4 separate regions of the Mus musculus genome follow, and regions 1, 2 and 4 are each linked to region 3. A link is a contact called in public HiChIP or PLAC-seq and promoter capture Hi-C data. All regions are on one chromosome and are shown on one strand. The core of a region is the stretch at or near the end of the contact, and the rest is flanking DNA. Distances in the headings are between cores, read along the strand shown. Region 1 holds the start of Csgalnact1 (chondroitin sulfate N-acetylgalactosaminyltransferase 1). Region 2 holds the start of Zfp930 (zinc finger protein 930). Region 3 holds the start of Tma16 (translation machinery associated 16). Region 4 holds the start of Ints10 (integrator complex subunit 10).

Region 1 (4,862 bases), core at 2,223-4,722, 2.2 Mb after region 3:
ACTTCTGTTACCTTAGCCGATGTTTCAGTGCAGAGTAGAAGTGCTTAGTTTCTCAGACTAAATTAAGTCTCACTGAAAACCTGAAATTTTTCTCTTATTTATTTGCAAACAGTATGACGATATTGGGGACAATAATGCCCATTTACATATACTGTCAGTGCTTCTTTTACCAAATAACAAGATATATCTAGGAAATAAAGACACCTTTAAGTTGTCCAACAAATATTCTAAAGCCCAACTAACTTCATTAAAATCAGAATATACAAGAGTGTTTCAAAACCCGTAGCTGGGAGTGGTAGCTCAGGGACCACTGCAAGGTTGCAGCCAGCCTGGGCTTCATACTTGAGGCTCTAACTTCAACCAAACTTCTCACACAGAAGATACCCTGAGTGCTACATTGTAGAATGTAACAAGACATCTTAAAGGCAAATTTTAATGTAGCTCCAAGAAGAAAAAGAGGCAGAGAAGAAGAAGGGGAGAGGGTAGGGAAGGGAGGAGCTCCAACTCGCTATATAAAAAAGGCAATTCATATTATTTTAGTCCTACAAGTATCCGTTTAGAAGAAAAAGCTATTTAAAATACATTGAAAGATTAAGTGAAAAAAATCCACCAAAAACAGATGGACAAACACACACACACACAGAAAGAGAGAGAGAGAGAGAGAGAGAGAGAGAGAGAACATTAAATTCTACATCTGAATTGTATATTTATTTCCTAAATTTAAAAAAACCTCCATATTTGAATATTATAATATAAAAAGTTTTTAAAAAAGCCAAATTTTTAAGTCTCTAAAGTTATGTTTTAAACCACATTGATTCCATCAAAGAGGGGGCTTTCACTGATCTCCAGGCCTTTTATAGTCCTTTTTATATGCACGTCCTTCTCTGATGAAGAACGTTCAAGTTCTTTGCTACTGAAAGGACAGAAGGATGGGAACATATGACAGCCCAGGGTAATCCAGTGTACCAAGGAGGCCCCTAGTGGCAGAGCCACTACTCTGAGACCTCAGCTATTACAAGTTTTATAAGACCACTTTATCATGAGGCCCAAATCAATAGGTAATAAAGTCTACCTGAGCTCAGCCTCTTTAGTACCTCTGTTAGCCTTAATATATGGTAGGGCTATAATTTACAGTCCCAAGGTCCCTTCATCAGGAGTACACGAAGAAGGATGTGAGCTGAAGAATAACTTCATTGCACTGTAAGCTTCAAATCAGTAAAGGTGTAGGAAGTCCTTGCTGCTTGCCATTGAATGGCACAGGGTAAGCAAGAAAGGCAACAGCCACTCACAGCTTACTGTTTCTTCTTTGGGTGTGGCATCATCTTATTTAGCACAGAGCTGGGAAACAGGGAGACTGGGAAGTCCACTTCATCATCCCTAATCCTGATGATGGATTCTCAACCCAAAGAAACCCATGAAGCACTGCCTACTACCATTCTCGAGAGAGCCAACATCCAAGCAGGGAATATTATACAGGAAATCCGATGGTCTTCAGTGGTAATGACCTCATGGATGGATGCATAGATGGAGCATGAATCAACAAGCAAAAGATCACATAAAAGAAGGAATTATTATTGTTAATGCTTTAAGTGTCAAAGCATATCTAAAAGTATTTAAGAGAGGCAAAGGATAGCATTTGGGAGGGGTCTACTGTATCTCTGGGTGCTTAGAAAAGAATGTTATTTCACTCTGTCAAGTATTGTTATCAAATGAAGAATCTTGAAACCATTTAATATGTGACTGGCCCTGGGTCATGCAGCTAAAAAGTAGGATGAACCTCTTGGATGCCAGTTCTCCGAAACAGCAAACACAATCTCACAATGATGTAAATGGGTGAATCTAAACAATGGATATTTTTTTTCTTTGAAGCTCGCTAATATGGCTTGCAACTAGATATAGGAGATCTGAGACAAGAAGATGGAGAGAAATTAAAGTAATATCTCGTAATTTGGAGTGACAGCAGGTGTGTCCCAATCTGCAAAGTTCAAGCTTGACAATTACACCGTGCTAATTATTCAGACACTAATCACACAAGAAAACCTCAGTGCTTTAAGTACGTTCATGATTTTGTCTTAGGCTGTTTTAATAGCTGTTCTTCACCCTACGAAGCTCACTTCCTGAGCTCACCCTAGTGAAGCACATTGGACACATCCATTAGGTAGTTGATTCAATGCAGAGGAGTGATCATATATGTATTAGGTTCCTACAATGGGAATTGCCCATCTCATATTTTCTGGAAGCTCAACACATAATCCCTCTGTTACAGCAATCCCTCTTCTGTGTGTTCAGGTGACCTTTTATGCCTAGAGAACCAGTTACTCTCTGCCTTACACTTCTGTTTCCAAGTTTGTTAGACTTCTCTCCACGCAGCAGAACCCATAGTTTATTAATGCTCAAGGACCATAATAATTGGAGCTCTCTTGAACAAAAAGTGTCAACACAATCCAATAAACCCCGTGGAATTGCTAGGGTTTACTAGATATTTAAATTCTTTATAAATATAGAATCGTAGTTAGTTGTCTTTAATGACATTTAAGTCAAAACTGTGCCAAGTCGTTGCAATCTGAATAAAAAATGGATTTTGCAAAATACAGCCATCCGATCATTCATTACTACTTCATTTTTAGCGTCCACTGAGGATATGTACAATAGTGTTAACGTCTTTTCCTCCATAACTTCAGAATCACTGACGACAGGGGTACAGGTGCAGGAAGTGTGGCGGAAACAAACAACTTTGCCTTCGCCCAGCACAGCTTTCCTTTTCCTCCAGCCCTCGGAATGCCCCACTGCACCCCTAGACCATTCCCTGGAAGAGCTTCTCCCCGCCCCTGGCACATACAACTGCATGCAGTCACATGCAGATGTGAAGACCCTTGGGATCCAGAGAGTCACCATCGCGGCGGCACAATGCAGGGGAGCGTGCTGCCCACGGGCCACCCTCTTCATCACAGCAAATACAATCCAAAAACAGCAAACTAGAGGCACCCGCACATATGCCAAGGCTACTTTGAAGTGGGGTTTCTGGAGAGTAAGCCAACAGCTGGGGGCTCAATTACCGCTGAAGAAGCTGAGCTGGCCGTGGGGTGCGGCACGGGACCCTCGCGCGTCCACCTAGAGACACCGATCCCTCCACGCGCCTCGCAAGGGCTACAGAGGGCAGTGATTCCGGAGTCCTCAGCCCTAGGACAGCAGTGGTCTCTGGAAGCCAGCGGTGCAGGCGTCCTCCCGGCTGACAGAGAGCCACCCTGAGGTCGAGGTCGGGGGCAGTGGCGCGGACTGGAAAACGGCAGCGACACGCCCGCACATAGCGGGCCACACCCGTCCAGCCCTCAGGGTAGGGACCCCGACTTACCCCAGGCAACACTGCAGACAGCGGAGCCGGATCCCTCGGCTACGCTGCTCCCCTGCTGCCGCTGAACTTTCCCTCCTGCGAGGCGGCCCTGGGCTCGGCTCCACCTCCAGTTCCAACAGCCGCTGAGCCTCCAGGGACCCGGAGCAGTAGGGGGAGGGGGAAAGCGGGGAGCGCGGGCTGAACAGCGGCCAAGCACAGCGCCGGCCTCCGAGTGGGAGCCCGAGGAGCCGAGAGCTGAGAGGTGGGGGTAGCGTGGGCCTCAGGGCTGGGGTCGTGTATGGCTGCAGTCATCTAATTCCTCCAGGGCCAGTCTGCAGTGCGTCCCCGCTCCAGGTCCGAGCAGAGCAGGGTGCCCTGGTTGAGAGACTGTCACTGCAGGGAGCATGAGTGGAGAGCAGGGTCTCCTGTACCGTAGAGACTTCAAGTGTGATTGATCACCAACATCAGAGAAGTTGGCGATAGAGACTAGGGCACTGTTGGAAGTTGCGCCCCAACAGAGAGGGGGCATCTATCCTACAAGTTCGTCCCCACTCCCCAACTCATCCCCGAGGCATTTGCGCTGCTAGGACTGTCCTAATGGCTTGCCTCCAAAACTTCTTACACTCTACTTGAGAGAATTAATAAGATAGTCACTGTTTTGGGTGCCCTGAGTTGTAGTAATAAGGCCTTCAGTAAGAAGCTTTTATTTACAAAAGATCAGAAACCCCTTTAACCCTTCAGCCCCAACTGTGGCTAAGCGATGTCTGTAAGGACCTCTAGCGGCCACATCCCTACATCAACTCAGCTGAGATTCGTGGAAAAATAGAAGAATCCGTGTTTGCCAAATCACAAAACATACAGTGTAATTTTTCTAGCTGCATCAAAGTACTGCATGATAGGAAGATAACAAAGAGTTAACACTGCATAGATATGCACGTACATATGTGGACATCAGTTATTTCTCACAGATTAGCTCCTAGCATCCTCAAAAGGCAATCATATGGCAATTTCCATTTGCAGATGGACGTCACTAGGTGGAAGTCAGGGTTTTTTGATTTCACACTTAGTAGGTAGTCGGGCAACTTCTTCAGAGCTTTTGTCCTAACTGCCACTAAAGCATTCCTGTCTTCATCTACTGATAGGTTCTTCTAGTTCTGATTGCTTTCACCTACTGAAGTAGCTCTCATCTCTTTACTCAATGGTGTCTCCAGAATCATGTAATAAAGTTATACATAGGTTTTAGTTTGGAAAAATGGGCTAGAAATTCTGAGTATGCCATGGCCCCAGCACAGACATGCCCTGCAGGCTATGTGAAAGATAGAGAACATACTTTATATCTTGCGTGCGCCCGACTCAACCAGCAAGAATGACGCTGCAACAGGATCCTTCTGCACACGTTTATTGGGAGAGCTTGATTGCAGAAGCAAAGAGACCCCAAGCCCAGAACTTGTGCTGCTTATATAGGCCTAGGAGAGGCGTGTCTCACACCCAGATTGGTTATGCACTATACCTCATTTGCATGTTCCTCATC
Region 2 (4,772 bases), core at 1,330-3,829, 2.7 Mb after region 3:
TGCAATATATTTCAATGAACAAGTACAAAAGTAAACCTTAAATTCAAAGAAGAGGGGCTGGAGAGTTGGCTCAGCAGATAAGAGCACTGAGTGCTGTCCAGAGGACCCAGGTTCCATTTCCGTAACACATGGTAGCTAACAATGTGCTGTGACTCCAATGGTTGGTATCTTCTGCCCTCTTCTGGATGCTGCCGGTACTGCGTACAGACACAACTAGGCAGATACCCAGGTAACTAAAATATAAAATAAAGGGTAGAAAAAGAAGGATTAAACCTGGATCCTCTAGAAGAGCAGCCACCTCTCTAAACTGTTGAGCCATCTCTCCAGTGCCTTGACGTGCTATTTCAGTGATGTGGATACCAATTAATGTCTAAAATCTCTCCCCATTCATTTATGAAGAAAAATACTCAACATACTCTTTGGTGTTGTCACAGTCCTAAGACAGACAGCAGCTAGGGTTAGTTAAAATGAACTCTTTCTGGTCCTGCATGGAAGCAGCTGTGGCCTTCCTCTGAGCCAGCCTGCTCAGAGGCAAAAGCATAGAATGCTCTTCTGAGCATAGAATAGCTCAGCATAGCTGTTCATCTAAGTACGTCTACTGTGCAAATAGGTGACTTTTCCTGTATGTTTGCGAGAATTGTTGCATTGATATATCTGCCTTTAAGAGCATACATCATAATTAATAGGTAGTATTGGCCATAATTAACAGGTAGTATTGGCTCCTAAGTAAGCTACATTCACAGTGTCATTTACTTGTGAGGAACCTACCTGACTTCAGTTTGAAGGCAGGAGCCATTATGCTGTATTGCTCAAAATACCCCATTTACTGATTTGCTCTATTTAAGTCTTTTTCTTGGAGCCTGATCTGCTTGACCCCTGGCCTCTTCATATTTCTGAGAACATCCTGAACATACCTGACCCTCTATGGTGACCACATTTTTGTTCCTTTGGTTGTTTATTCCTGTATTTTCTTATTGTCTCATTGTCTGTTTTCTGTAAACCTGTTTGGCAGAAGCTTGTGATTTTACTACTTAAAAGAGGCACTAGAAGTGGATTCAGGTCTGGTTTCCTTACAGCACTTAGGATCCAGTTGATGGCCAGCTCTTAGGTGGTTCAAGTTGTCTCAAAATCGTGGTAGTGGTCTTATTCTCCCTGGGTTCAATTAACATATGAGTTTCAATTATGACCTTGAGGTACAAGATGAACGTGCCAGAGACATTTCCTTCTGTCTTTTAAAATAAATTGTATATGTTCCTGTCCAACGCTGAGCTAAGAACACCACCAAATCAGGCAGAACTCTACGCGAATGTGTCCAGGCTCTCTAAAGAAAACCCCCATGCTTCCTGTCTTTTATTTTTGTTAAATGATTTCCCTGCTTTCTGCTGGTAAGAAATATTTCCAAGTTTTTCTGTCTTGTCTGTTATGATGGCTATTCTTGGTAGACAAACTGACTACAAATTAACTAAGACCCAAAAAGTTGCATATACCTGTGAGAGATTTTTCTTAATTAAAACTTATGAAGTGGGAAGACGCTTCTGGGTCTTTTGAGGCGATAAGATCCACCTTTAATCTGGGCCACACCTTCTGGTGACAGTCCACATAAATAGAGAAGAAAGAAGCTCTCTCTCTCTCTCTTTCTCTCTCTCTCTCTCTCTGCCCTATCTTTGGTTAGCAAGTTCATTCCTTTAGAGCCTCCTTCTTTGAAAATGTGGTATACAGTGAAGCCCAGCTTAGACACGCAGCCTCATGGACTGAACTACTGGATTCTTCCAATTTTAGTTGCTAGACAGCACTTGTTGGTCTAGCTGGACCACAGCCTGCGAGCCGTTTTAATAAATCCCCTTTCTACATACAGAGAGGGAAAGAGACGCTCATTTTTATCATTTCTGTTCATCTAGAGAACCTTGACTAATACAGCTGCGTTTTCTCACCTTAACTCAGAAAAATGTTAGGAATAGTGTTCATAAACAACATTCTTCCTCGAACCATTTCTTTCTAATTATTCAAGTTACCGTGGAGACTACACTTATCATTAGTGTTAATTTGTCAAGAGATAGACCTGAATTTCAGGAAGAAAACTCCTATAGGGATGGATCCACCATCCAGCCTTCTTGTGGGAGAAACACATTTCATTGTGTTTGTGATGTGGTTCCAGGTTTTCTCTCAGGATTGTCCAGTGTACCTTTGCCAGCCAGGTAGAACGTAGCTGTAGCTCACCTGACCTCACCGTGAACCCACAGAACAAACATTTGTTTTCTAAAATCTCCTTAATTATTAATATCGTGGGCACCCTTCCACTTGTGGGACAGGAGAAACACTCCACTCCACATTTTGTAATGTGCTATTTAAACTAGCTACCTTGTGTCAAGGAGGAAAAGGGGAAAGTGCCTACCACGCAAGGAAAGATAGAAGTGAAGCTACCTCAGGTCAAGAGCAAGGACTCCTGAAATGCAAATATCTGCAACAGGAAATACTGTTCTGTGCTGTTCCTTAAACTCCAACGCCAAAGGAGGGACTCTTGTCACTCAGGCCTCATCAGCCAATGAGAACCTGCAGTCGGAGCGTCATCGGGGAGGCGGGCTCTTCCGGGCGCCAGGCTCCAGGCTCCGTTCCGAAGCTGGGAAAATGCAAGCGGTTCTTTGCGTGTAACAGGATCTGTGAGGGGTGCACGCGAGCTTGGAAGCCACGCTATGGTGAGCAAGGGACCGCAGTCTTGGGAGAAGTGGGCTGCTGAGCCTCGGCATCCCTTTTGGTAGGCTACCCTTGGACTGGATGGAAGCTAGTGGGCCAGATGTGGAGTTGTATGAAGTCCCATGCGGTCTCTGTAGTTCCCTGTACCAAAGTGGTGACCTCTGAAGAACTTCACCCTGTGGGCAGCGTCTGTGTAGAGCTTTGGGGACATGGTGTGTGCGTAGAAACATCTTTGTAGCCAACATCACCGTGCTTCTTGTGCATCAGAGGACGGCAGGTTGCCGTTTTAGTTTAGCTAGCATCTCTAGAATTTCTGTTCTTCGGATTTCACATTTGGAGTTAATTTTGTGGGTATTGTGCATGGAATCTTATGTGTTGGTAGCACTCCACTATTTTGCTGAGATGATAATGCAAAGGATTTACCAATGCTTCGGAGAGAATAAGTCACACAGAGTAGAGTTTAGCTAAAGGTGGGCTGCCTCTGAAACACCCAAAGATATAGTGTATTAATGAGGTCTGTAAGAGATGAAGTGCTAGATACGCATGTTTGTTCACCAGGATTGTCTAGACATTTGGCTCCAACCATAAGGAAGGAGACAACCCTGATCTTAAACAGCCGCTAGACCGATGCCCTTAAGAAGTGGCAGGAGACCAAGAAGCTGCTCAAAGGAGCAGGTAGGGTCATGTAACCAACATTAAGGCCTGGTGTGCCATAAAAGTCCTGTTTTCTTCTTAGGCAGTGGCTGCTTTCTATGGATCCTCTTATATAGATGCAGCCAGTTGTCCTTTTGTTAGCAAGCCAGACAGCAGTATGGTCTTCACTGTAGCAGCATCAAGATCTCGGCCTGCCTGCTGTGGGCCTCTGCGTTTATTAGTTATAAGGAGCCGTCACATCATTACTACATTATCTGCTACACACAGCGCTGACCTGAGCTGGAGAGCTGACCTGAGCTAGCTGCTCCTCAGCTTAACACCCAGCTCAGTCCTCTTCTAACTTCTTAGTGTGCTCTCTATGATTTCCCACCCCAGCTTTTATCTTTTCTCCTTTATACTTTTATAATCTTTCTCAGTCTGGCATATTCACCTAGGGACCCTGACACTGAAGAATGGTCTACTGTTCCAGGATACTGGTGTACTTAAGAAATAGTCCTGGGAATACTTTGTTGTGTAAGCCTCTCTTCTGCCTAAGTAACCACTTAGCAACTTAAAATTGGACTCTCCTGTCTCTATGTGAATTGTTCAGCGTGTAACCTGGGGCCTGACGCAGCATATGTAGGATGGAAAATGTGTCCTAGGCTGGCTCCTCTTTGAGCACCAGCCAGTGCTGTATGCATGCTATTCTTCAAGAATTTTTCTTCATTAATACCTTACGTTCATCAAGTTATTTCTCTCTGGGCAGACACATTAATTCTAGAACACCTGTACCTCCTGCAGAAAAATGTTTCTGAGGCTCTGTCTGTTACATTGTTTCAGGTAGCCTTGACCCTAGATACAGACAAGTCTATATGTCCACAGGGTATATATCTTGCTGTCCACTTGACTAAAATTAAAATTCTAAAATTCTTAAATTAAGGGGTTATACCATCATAGAGTTTTAAAATGACCAATTTGAGTCACTTAGACCACAAGAATCATTTAAGCAGTAGTAAAAGGATTTGTGTGTGGAGCATGGTCTCTACTTTCAGACCAAAATAGGAGCAACAGTTTATTGTATACAGTGCAGGGGGAAATGGGGAAGGCAATAGCTAGATCACAGACTGAAGTTTAAGGCAGTCAGCTCCAGTAGTCCCATTATGAAGAAGGTCCTGATTGAAGTAGGAGGGTGGTTTTGTAATTTTTCGACATGTATTGATTCATGCCATGTGAACGAAGACAGATCAGATTGGTGGGTGTACAATTTGGGGAGGTTACCTTGAGCCAGTTGATATCGAATTTCCAGCTAAGGAACTCTCCTATGCAGATATGTGCAATCCTGGTTGAAATAGTTAAGCCAGCTCAGAGGTTTGAGATATAGGCCCTCACTGCCTGTAGCTGAGTGTGTCAGGTTACAGACCCCAGCAGCTAATATTGTGTACAGGAGC
Region 3 (4,929 bases), core at 1,076-3,575:
AGCAACTATAGTTACAGAGATGTCACAATAGGAATCAGGCCACAGGCCAAACATTTTACTAACTCCAATGGTCTTTTGTTTCCCCATGATCATAACAGAAATGATCTATTCCACAATCTCCAAAGGCAGTAGACCAACAGAAACCAATAGAGTCAACACCGCTCAGTGACTCAGCCATGCCAGCTTAAAGTAGTTCTGACAACAGAGGGAGAAGACTCGTGGCTGGGAATGCTGGCTACAGTTAAGGATGTCTCTAATGTTACAGAGAGCAGAAGTGTAACAGGTATTTCACTGTGGCCCATGAAAAGAGAGTGGGGCAAAGGCACATGCAAAGTCCAAGTTGACCAAACTCAGCTGGTTCCAACCAACACCCCATAAACTATAAAGGCCACTTCAAAATCAGCACACCTAGAAGCAAACAAACCACTTCCCCACCCGAGCCTTACCAGTTAAAGCTTTCAGAATCCATTCCTCAAAGGCATTATATTTAAGGGGTTTCTTTTTGGTTTTTTGTTTTTGTTTTGTTTTTTGCTATGCAATCCTGTATTTTGGCCCATCTATATTATTTAAAGAGTCAGAATTGACTTTCTATAAGAGAAACCAAAAATAAAAATGGCTTAACCTAAATAGTTTTAGTCTCTTCTGGTTCACTTAAGGAGGCAGGCGCCCCCTACCCCGTTAGCCCATAATCTCCCAGACAGTCTGCAAGGGCTTAAAACCTGCCCTCCACTCTAGCCCTGAGTGGAAAAGAAACCTCAGGAAAGTTGTCCTACACCCTTTGCCCAAGTTCTACTGACCAAAACCTACTGTTACATAAAATAGATGAATATATATAATTTTTAATCTCTGAGAAAAAAAAAGACTATTAGGGAACAGGTGGTCCCTAATATTCCTCTTCAATAGTCACTCCTCTAAAGGCCAAATAGCTCTTGAAGCTTTTTCAAACCTGTCAGTTACCTTTATTCAACCCATACAATCAGGCCTAGGTTGCTCTATTGTTAGACCCCTTTACAAAGAAGTCGAAAAAATCTGTCTACAGTGTTAATCCAGTATAGAGTTTCTTTCCCTATTGAAAGAGATCAGCTTGGTTCTAAGCTTTAGCACAGAAAGCCATCTCTTCCAACTTTCTTCTCCAGCATTTCCTTCACACAGCTCCTTCTCCCCATTCTTACTGAAGATCACTATTCCAGAATAAACCACACTGCAACTTGAGACTACACTTGTTATCTCTGTCTGTAATTCTTTCCTTCCCTTTTCCTTTGCTAAGACAAAGCTCGAAATAATCTCAAAAAAACTCTCCAAATAATTAAAATGTTCATCAATTCCTCATTCACACAATTCTCTTAGACATTGGTCATTTTTTCATTAATCTGATGAGAGAAGGCACGTCTAAGTCTGAAACCCATCTGAGGTTGGCTATGAATAAAAAAATAATAATCTTAAAGCCGTAAGAACACACACATGGAGGATAGTGGGGCAAATGAGAAACGAGATTAAACATCAAACATACACATGGCGAAAACAGATTCTCACAAATTGTTCTCCGATATCCACACGTACATAAAATCAGTTATAAACATAAATTCGGCCAGGCGGTGGTGGCGCACCCCTTTATTCCCAGCACTTGGGAGGCAGAGGCAGGCGGATTTCTGACTTTGAGGCCAGCCTGGTCTACAAAGTGAGTTCCAGGACAGCCAGGGCTATACAGAGAAACCCTGTCTCGAAAGAAAAAAAAAAAAAACATAAATTCGGATACTGTGAATGAGCTCTTTATATCGCTATACATAAACCGTTTATAACACTCTTAACTACTGTCTTAAAATGCAAACAAAACAGCATTGTTGCCCGGTAGGAATGGGAGTTGTAGAGGCAGGACTAAAGTCAGAACAGAAGGGCTGCGGGCCGATGCACCTCGTGGGTGGCTGTGACCCTGGGCAGGGGAGACCTGCACTTGCCCCAGGGCAGAGGTGGGTGGATCCACAAAGCGGTATTAGTTAAGGCCCTCAGGAAAATGAGAAACCGGGAGACGTGGACAACGCCACCCAGAGCGAGTTGAGAACGCGCTGGAGCACTCCGATCCTGGGGCAGCACCGGGGGCCCACCACCGCCCCACGCAGCCACTCCGAGTCCCGGCTTCTCCCGGGTCCGAGCTTGTACTCCCCGGCCGCCCGACCAGAGCCTCCCGGAGAACCTAAGGGGCCGCTCACCATGGCGATGTCTTGGCCACCGAGGCCGGGCGATGTCCCGATGCGACAATTTCACAGAGGGCAGCGCAGCCGCTCTCAAGTCCGCTTCTTCCCTAACACACGTGGGCCCCGGGGGAAACAAATAGGGGCGGACAGGAAGGGGAGGAGCTGGTGCTTTCTCTAAAGCGTCCCTAGAAACTGAGACGTAATGTTTTTCCGCCCGCCTTGTTTTACAGCCCGGGAGCCACACAAAGGCGGGGAGAGTAGAGAGAGAGAGAGAGTCGAGCTCAGAGAACAGAAGTCTGTCTGTCTTCTGTTTCTGACTGAAAGGCCGGCCTTGAGTATCGGCCAGAAGGCAGCTCTCCATGGGCGAGCAACTTGTTAGGAGATAGCATTACCTCACCTAGAGGTGCCCATCTCCCAGAATGGTGTAAATTCAGCCTTCACTTTTCCTTTGATTTTCTCTACCATTTTCTTTCTATATCTAAAGCCTGTCTCTCCGGCCTTGTTATTCCGTTTTTGAACAGCATGGTAAAATTTGATAGAAAGTCTTACGTAGTAATTATTAATCAAATGCCTAGTACATGCTACGCATTGAAGGTACTTTGACAGTTTCCCTACTTTCTTTTTTGTATAATTTCTATCTGTAGTGGGACATAAAGAAGTTAGTATTTCAAATACTATTATAATATAAATTATTACCATAGACTAAGTGGATTTAACATACACAAAAAAGGGGAGGAGATGAAGGATCAGGAGGAGAAGGGATGGGAGAAGAGGAGATGTATGGGGGAGTGTTAGGAGAGGGATATGGGAGAAAGGGGGGGCGAGGAAGAGGATGACAATGAATGGATTCCTTGGACCCTATCAGACAACTCTGAAATAAAACTAGAATCCAACAGCAAGAGAAACTACAGGACTTAAAACAAATACTTGGACACGTAATGGTACAATTTTAAATGTACAGTGGGTCACTGAAGAAATCAAGGAGAAAATTCTTAGAAACAAATGAAAATCATAGGCACTCTACGAGCTAGCTAAAGCATCCTAACAGGAAAGTGAGTATTTACAATAAAGCAAAATGAGAGTTTCCAAGTGAAGTAATAATTCATCTTAAGGTTCTAGAAATAAGAAGTCACTCCCAAACCCAATCACTGGATAAATAAATAAATTCATCAATCGATCACTATTAAAGCGGGACCTAATGAAATAGAGACCAAAAAAACCCTCAATACATAGGAATAGCTAAAGCAATCGTTTTTGTTAAAGGACAACTGTTAGTATTTTGTCTAAGCTCCACAACACAGTTATCTGGCAACAGCCAGGTAGGTTCTGCCCCCCCAGTTACCTGGCGTGGTCCCTCAGGGGGAAGGGCTGTGGGCCCACGGAGGCATCCCCTTCCCCATGCCTGACTACACCTCCACAGAATATATCCCCCCTTTATCTTTTTATAAACACATCAATAACAAGACTGATTAAACCCCTAGCCAAACTAGCAAAAGAAATCCCAAATTAATAAAAGTAAAGGTGAAAGCAGGAATTGTAACAACAGACTCCAGTGAAATTCAGATAATCTATAGAATACTTGGAAAATTTTATTTCAAAATGCTGATAAACATCAAAGTATTTGATGTATTTCTAAACATGTATGACACACCAAGATCCCTGAAAATATAATACAGTAAATGTGTTCATTATATGTAATAAGATTAAAAGCAATAATTAAAAGTCTCATCCAAAGAAATGTCTAGAATCAGATGGACTCATGGCTGAATTCTACCAAACTTTTTTTTTTTTTTTTTTTTTTTTTCTGAGACAGGGTTTCTCTGTGTAGCCCTGGCTGTCCTGGAACTCACTTTGTAGACCAGGCTGGCCTTGAACTCAGAGATCCTCCTACCTCTGCCTCTCAAGTGCTGGGATTAAAGGCGTGCACCACCACTGTCCTGCCCAAAATTTTAAGAAAGTCCTGATACTAACACTTCTTAAATCATTTCTCAAAGTAGAAAATGAAGGAGTACCTAGTTTATTCTATGAAAGCAGTATTATCTTGAATAAGCTCAGATAAAGACATAGCAGTTACAGACTAATTTTCCTGATGAACAAAGCTGCAAAAAAATTGTGAACAAAATAATTGCAAACCAAACACAATTAAAATACATTACATAATTTAAATGTATTCAAAATATATAGTATTTTCAAAAATACATTATCATACACCTAACCAATTAGGCAAATTGATGAATATAATACGCTATACAAATAAACTAAAAGACAGAAATAAGATCGCTGGATTTTAAACTGAGGATTTGCAGCCAAGGTGACTATTTAACATAACAAAGCAGACCTGGCCTTCAGCGTTCTCCCAGAATTCCTCAGTCCCTACCATTTCAGGGTATGGCTGACACACCTCACTCTCTACCCTGAAATTTCCAGCCCAGGGGCTAGGCTGTTCTTCCTCCAGAAGTTCTTCCCTATATAATCCAGACATTTTAATTTCTCCCACCCACTGTCTCCTCTCTCCCTGCCCCTTCCCCTCATCATCTTCTTTCTCCCTGCATGCACATACTCTTTCTTTCTCTTCCCCTTCTCCTCTGTTTCTGACCCCATGAAGACTTCCCTGGCTTTACTCCTTCAGCCAGTGAACGCATCCAAAAAGCTGCTTTCCAGTAAACCTTCCTTTATGCACTTTAATTTGCCTTGAATTGGCTCATTTCATGGGTGGAGAAAAACCTAGCAAATATGA
Region 4 (4,881 bases), core at 2,354-4,853, 2.3 Mb after region 3:
ATGCATCCCACACAGGAGATAATGGATGTTAGCCACGAGGCTCAGAAGCTAGGGTTTTTTATGGGGTAAGGGGCTTAGGGGTGTGGAATTCAGCATAGCAACACACTATTGACTTATTCAAACATCAGCAGAAAAATTACATGTACGTGCAGGGTGTCAGAGTTCTGTGAGTTGTTGACTCAGTTTAGATAGCCCTGTTATGTCCTCACATTCCTCTTATCTTTATGGTCAAGATGTTCCCAGGAATGTTTTAACTGTGGAGTATTCCCGGGTTTGTTTTTCTTTATTCTCAGCCCCAGGCAGCCTCTAGGCTCACAAACAACCAGCAATTTCTGAGTACTTTGTATGACTTACAGGTCTTGAAATTTCATCTTTCTTTCAACTCTAAAGCCAAAACTTTGTTGTCAAAGCTGACAAGGTCTCGATCTTGCTAGGGGTAGAACTTGACCTCCTTCTTCAGATACATACATTTTCACCAGTTTTCTGGTTTTGATGTTTACTTAGCTGCTTAAGCTTTTCTTTAATTTTAAATTTAATTTCCCACAATTGGAAGCTCAGCTGGGTAGAGTCTTGCCTGGAAGTCACCATTCCCTTTATTTCATTTAGCATTAGGCCTTTCTTTAAACTTCTTAATCTCCTTGGGCACTAAACTTAGCTCCATTACACTTTTTGGTGCTCGTTTCCTCCTCAAACTGTACATTTTATATTATTTCTTTCGCAGCTTTCTCTTTTTCATTATAGATCTGTATAAGAGTGACTTCTAATAACACAACAGAGTCAATACTAAGCTGTCTTGAAATCTCCTCTCCCAACACCATTAATCTAAAACTCTCCAACTTAGCCTCAGATAGATTTATTTTTTCAGACAAGGGCAGAAAGCAGCTACATTCTTCACCAACAACTATCTTTAGTCTACTTACTAACATTCTTCTCTGAAGCCCCTTGAGCTCACCTGTCATAACGGGCATCTTTCAGCACTACTGCCTTTGGTGCTCCTTGTAGTATGTCCCATTAAAACCCAGTCAAAGTGTTCAACTGCTTTTCTAGTCCAAAGTTCGAACATTCCACCAACACGCAGTATGGTCAAGCCTGTCACAGCAATACCCAACTCCTGGCACCAACTTCTGTCTTAGTGTTCTATTGCTGTGAAGAGACACCAATGCCAAGGCCAACTCTTATAAAGGAAACATTTTAATTAGGGCTGGCTTACAGTTTCAGAGGTTTAGTCCACTGCCATCATGGCAAGGAGTATGGCAGCATGTAGATAAGCTGCTCAAGAAGTAGCTGAAAGTTCTACATCCTGATCTGCAGGCAGCAGGAAGAGTGAGACTCCAGCCAATGACACACCTCCTTCAAGAGGACCACACCCCCTAATTTTTTTCAAATAGTTCCATTCCCTGGTGACCAAGGATTCAAACCAATGAGCCTGTGGGGACCATTCTCATTCAAACCACCTGTGAATTTTCAGAACTCCTATTCCCTCTTTGGTCTCTCTCTCTCTCAGATTTATTTATTATTCTATGTAAGTATACTATAGTTGTCTTTAGACACACCAGGAGAGGGCACAGATCTCATTACGGATGGTTGTGAGCCACCATGTGGTTGCTGGGATTTGAACTCAGGACCTTCAGAAGAGCAGTCAGTGCTCTTAACTGTTGAGCCATCTTTCCAGCCCCTTTGGTTTCTCTTTTTTGTTCTTTGCCTTGTTTAGTCTGACACTGCCTACATAAACCAGGGTGGCTGAGCCATCTTTCCAGCCTCTTTGGTTTCTCTTTCTGTTCTTTGCCTTGGTTAGCCTGACACTGCCTAAATAAACCAGGGTGGCCTTGAAGTGACAGAGGTCCACCTGCCTCTGTTCCAAGTACTGGTATAAAAGGTTTGAGCCACTATGGCCAGCTAAATTTTCAGACTTCCTTTAAAAATTCAGGATAACCAAACTTGAGTTTGACATTTTTTGGTGTTTTACCTAAAACGACACCCCTCTGTCTCTGCACTTTTTGAATCAGCACACTAATTCACCACAAATTTTTACTACTTGTTTATAAATTATTCATTAGCAAGCCTGTATTTTTACATTTCTATAAATAAGATCGATATAAAACAATAAAGGAACTTAAAAGAAAGTTCATTCAAAGCTTAATATGAATGAGATGGTTTGGCCAGGTCTCACCTTGCCTTGGATGATATGTTCACGGTAGGGAAGCCACCTGAGCTTCTAGGATCACAGAACAAAAGAGAGCAACAGATCAATGCATTTGCCAGCATAGACATCGGGTAGCTGGGCTAGAGAAAGGTTGGGAAACCTCTTCCATAAAGACCAGGTATTATTTCATTCTTAACTTGAAGGTTACTGGAGCTTCAAGTCTTCCAGGCTTAAAGATCCCTCCTAAAAAGCTTATCTGGAAGAAGACAGTTAGGTCAGATATCAGAGATGATGTAGATGTTTATTGCCCCAAATAGTTTTGTTTCGTAGCCTATGTCCCTTCTCTTCACAAATAATCTTTGACATAAACAAAGCTTCATCCAAGAACTGCAATTCACTATTGTAATGTTTATATTCATATTTATTTTTAATATCTGTATTTTTTACTTAAATAAGTAAATTCCTAATTTCTTTGTTAAAGAAAAAAAAATTAATCAGAACAGGCACATGTCCTTAATTCCAGCACTTTGGAGATGGAAGTCAGGAATCAGGAGTTTAAGATCATCCTCGTATACTTGCCAAGTTTAAGGTCAGCTTGGGCCATGACCGAATGTCTCAAAGGAAAAAAGAAAAGAAAACCAGCTCTGAATTCTTCGATGTCCTGGTTTTAAGTGGCAAATGATGGCTACAGTTGATAGGAACTATATACAAACACCTATAAGAAATATATATATATACATGCACTTAGACGGAAAACCAAAGCTAGCAATTCACTTTCCGGACACTTCCAATTCAATAAATGAATATTGCCTTGTCAACAGAACAGGGGGACTGTTTTGTTATTGTGGTTGTTCAAATGCAAAACCAAAGCCAGGATTTCGGTACCGATTTATACTGCAGCTATTTTCCATTGTTCAAATGATCAAAGTTTTTTTGTTTTTTTTTTGTTTTTTTGTTTTTTTTTGTTTTTGTTTTTGTTTTTTTTTTTAACTCTTGCAGAGCAGGTGGTTCGGACATCCAGCCGAGCATCTTCTAAATGCTAATTTTTCCGTATAGGAGAAAAAGAATAAGATTCAGGCGAAATAATGCCTGGGGCAGGGGCAAAGATGTTGGCAAAGCTCAAAAGCAACAGGCGATCCAGGGTCTTTCCGCATGCGAGGGTGGGGTCGTCTTGCACAGTCCAGGCCCAGCCCTCCGCGACACTTCGAAACTACACCTTAACCCTGGGCACCAGGTTTATTTACACCGAAGGACCGCCGCTCCGTGTCTGAGCGTGTCGCGGACCTTCAAACCCGGGCTGGAATCAAAGGAGAACGCAAGAACCTGGAGCACAGGGTTGCCGACTCTGACGCTTACTCCCAGGCGGTCAGCGGCGCGCTACCATCGACGGATGGCAATCCGAGTAATGAAAATCCAGGTCTCCGTAGTTTCCATAGGACTCTACAGAACCTCTGCGGCCTGTGGTTGGCTGGTCTCTGGGCATGCGCAGTGGCCACCTGGGGGTTGGCGGCGCCCTAGTGTCGCCTACTGGAAGGGCAAAAACCCGGGACCATGTCGGCCCAGGGCGACTGTGAGTTTCTGGTGCAGCGAGCCCGGGAACTAGTGCCCCAGGACCTGTGGGCAGCCAAGGCATGGCTGATCACGGCCCGCAGCCTCTACCCGGCCGACTTCAACATCCAGGTGAGTCAGACCCGGCGCGTCCGCACGCGCGGAAGAGAGCGTTTGGCCGAGCCCAGTGGCCCTGGGCGCTTTGCGCGGCCGCTGTCCCCCTCCCCACGTTGCTCCTACCCTGCTCCACAGGACAGTTGACCAACCTTTTCCCCAGCACCTGCAAAGGCGGAAACCATACAGTAAATCCGGGTCTGGTTGATCCTGTACAGTGCATCTTTGCCACTAGGGCCCAGGGCATTCATTCATTGATCATGGTAGCAGCCATCTGTTCAGTTGCTGCTTCTTTGGGGACGTTTCTACTCCACTTGATCCTAGAAGCCCTGCAGATGGGGTGAATTCTGGGCCACCAGGCTCTCATTTCCCTTCGTGGGTGTTCTGGGTGAAGGCCCACCTCTGAGCAGTGCTGCAGGTGGGCTGGAGCTGGACCAGCTACCACCGTGGAAGCCGTTGACCCTGTCTGCCTTGTTTCAGTATGAAATGTACACCATCGAACGGAATGCCGAGAGGACTGCCACCGCAGGGAGGTTGCTGTATGACATGTGAGTTAACTGGGATCGTTCTGGGAGCTATTGTTGATATCTGAAGGGGTCCTCTTCAGATATGAACAATTGATAGTAGCAGTCGGGGCTCTGCAAGATCATCCTCTTCCCTGGTACCCAGAATTCAGGCCTTAATTGCCAACAGGCGTTCTACAGAGACGACTTTTTAATTCTTGTATTTTAATCCCCAAATTTGTAGCCAGTGATTTATCATAGGCTCATTACAAACATTCAGACAGCAATTGATAGAATGAAATGTGAAATCCCTTCTAACCCAGAGCTAAGTTTTGTGTGTCTCCATATGTATACATACATACACTGGGTAGCTGATAAAAGCGAGGCCATTCTACCCTGAAGTGTACTTTCATAACCCGCTGTTGTGGACCCTCTGGGTCTAGTCTATAGAGACAACTGATGTTCTTAATGGCCATGTATCATTTTCTGGGTGCATGGTTAATTTCCAATTTATTTATGTTTGGAATGTCAGTGAGTAATTCTGCACCCATATTTTGATGTTTTGTAGCTAAG

What was found. Promoter capture Hi-C pulls out the DNA fragments that hold promoters and counts their contacts. HiChIP or PLAC-seq counts read pairs in DNA pulled down with a chosen protein or histone mark.
Region 1: a contact with region 3 is called in an H3K27ac HiChIP or PLAC-seq map of double positive thymocytes, with 7 times the contacts expected there. The contact joins the promoter of Csgalnact1 here to the promoter of Tma16 in region 3. A contact is called at or near these places in 1 of 39 promoter capture datasets (embryonic stem cells) and 1 of 115 datasets of contacts at active chromatin or transcription factors (double positive thymocytes).
Region 2: a contact with region 3 is called in a promoter capture Hi-C map of pre-B cells, with 4 times the contacts expected there. The contact joins the promoter of Zfp930 here to the promoter of Tma16 in region 3. A contact is called at or near these places in 2 of 39 promoter capture datasets (hippocampal neurons and pre-B cells).
Region 4: a promoter capture Hi-C map of the HPC-7 cell line shows a contact between it and region 3. The contact joins the promoter of Ints10 here to the promoter of Tma16 in region 3. A contact is called at or near these places in 7 of 39 promoter capture datasets (the HPC-7 cell line, cranial neural crest, frontonasal cranial neural crest and 4 more).

What each region holds. Positions count from the first base shown.
Region 1 is chr8:68,731,674-68,736,535 of GRCm38.p6, forward strand. It overlaps Csgalnact1 (chondroitin sulfate N-acetylgalactosaminyltransferase 1), which reads right to left and starts at 3,473. Exons shown (of 10, transcript NM_172753.5): 1 at 3,353-3,473.
Region 2 is chr8:69,206,467-69,211,238 of GRCm38.p6, forward strand. Zfp930 (zinc finger protein 930) reads left to right here and starts at 2,580. Exons shown (of 4, transcript NM_001013379.2): 1 at 2,580-2,693. The coding sequence starts at 2,691. Gm39188 (a long non-coding RNA gene) reads right to left here and starts at 2,531. Exons shown (of 2, transcript XR_870488.3): 1 at 2,393-2,531; 2 at 1-233.
Region 3 is chr8:66,484,205-66,489,133 of GRCm38.p6, forward strand. Tma16 (translation machinery associated 16) reads right to left here and starts at 2,326. Exons shown (of 7, transcript NM_025465.3): 1 at 2,208-2,326. The coding sequence starts at 2,210.
Region 4 is chr8:68,790,326-68,795,206 of GRCm38.p6, forward strand. Ints10 (integrator complex subunit 10) reads left to right here and starts at 3,604. Exons shown (of 17, transcript NM_027590.4): 1 at 3,604-3,823; 2 at 4,286-4,353. The coding sequence starts at 3,695.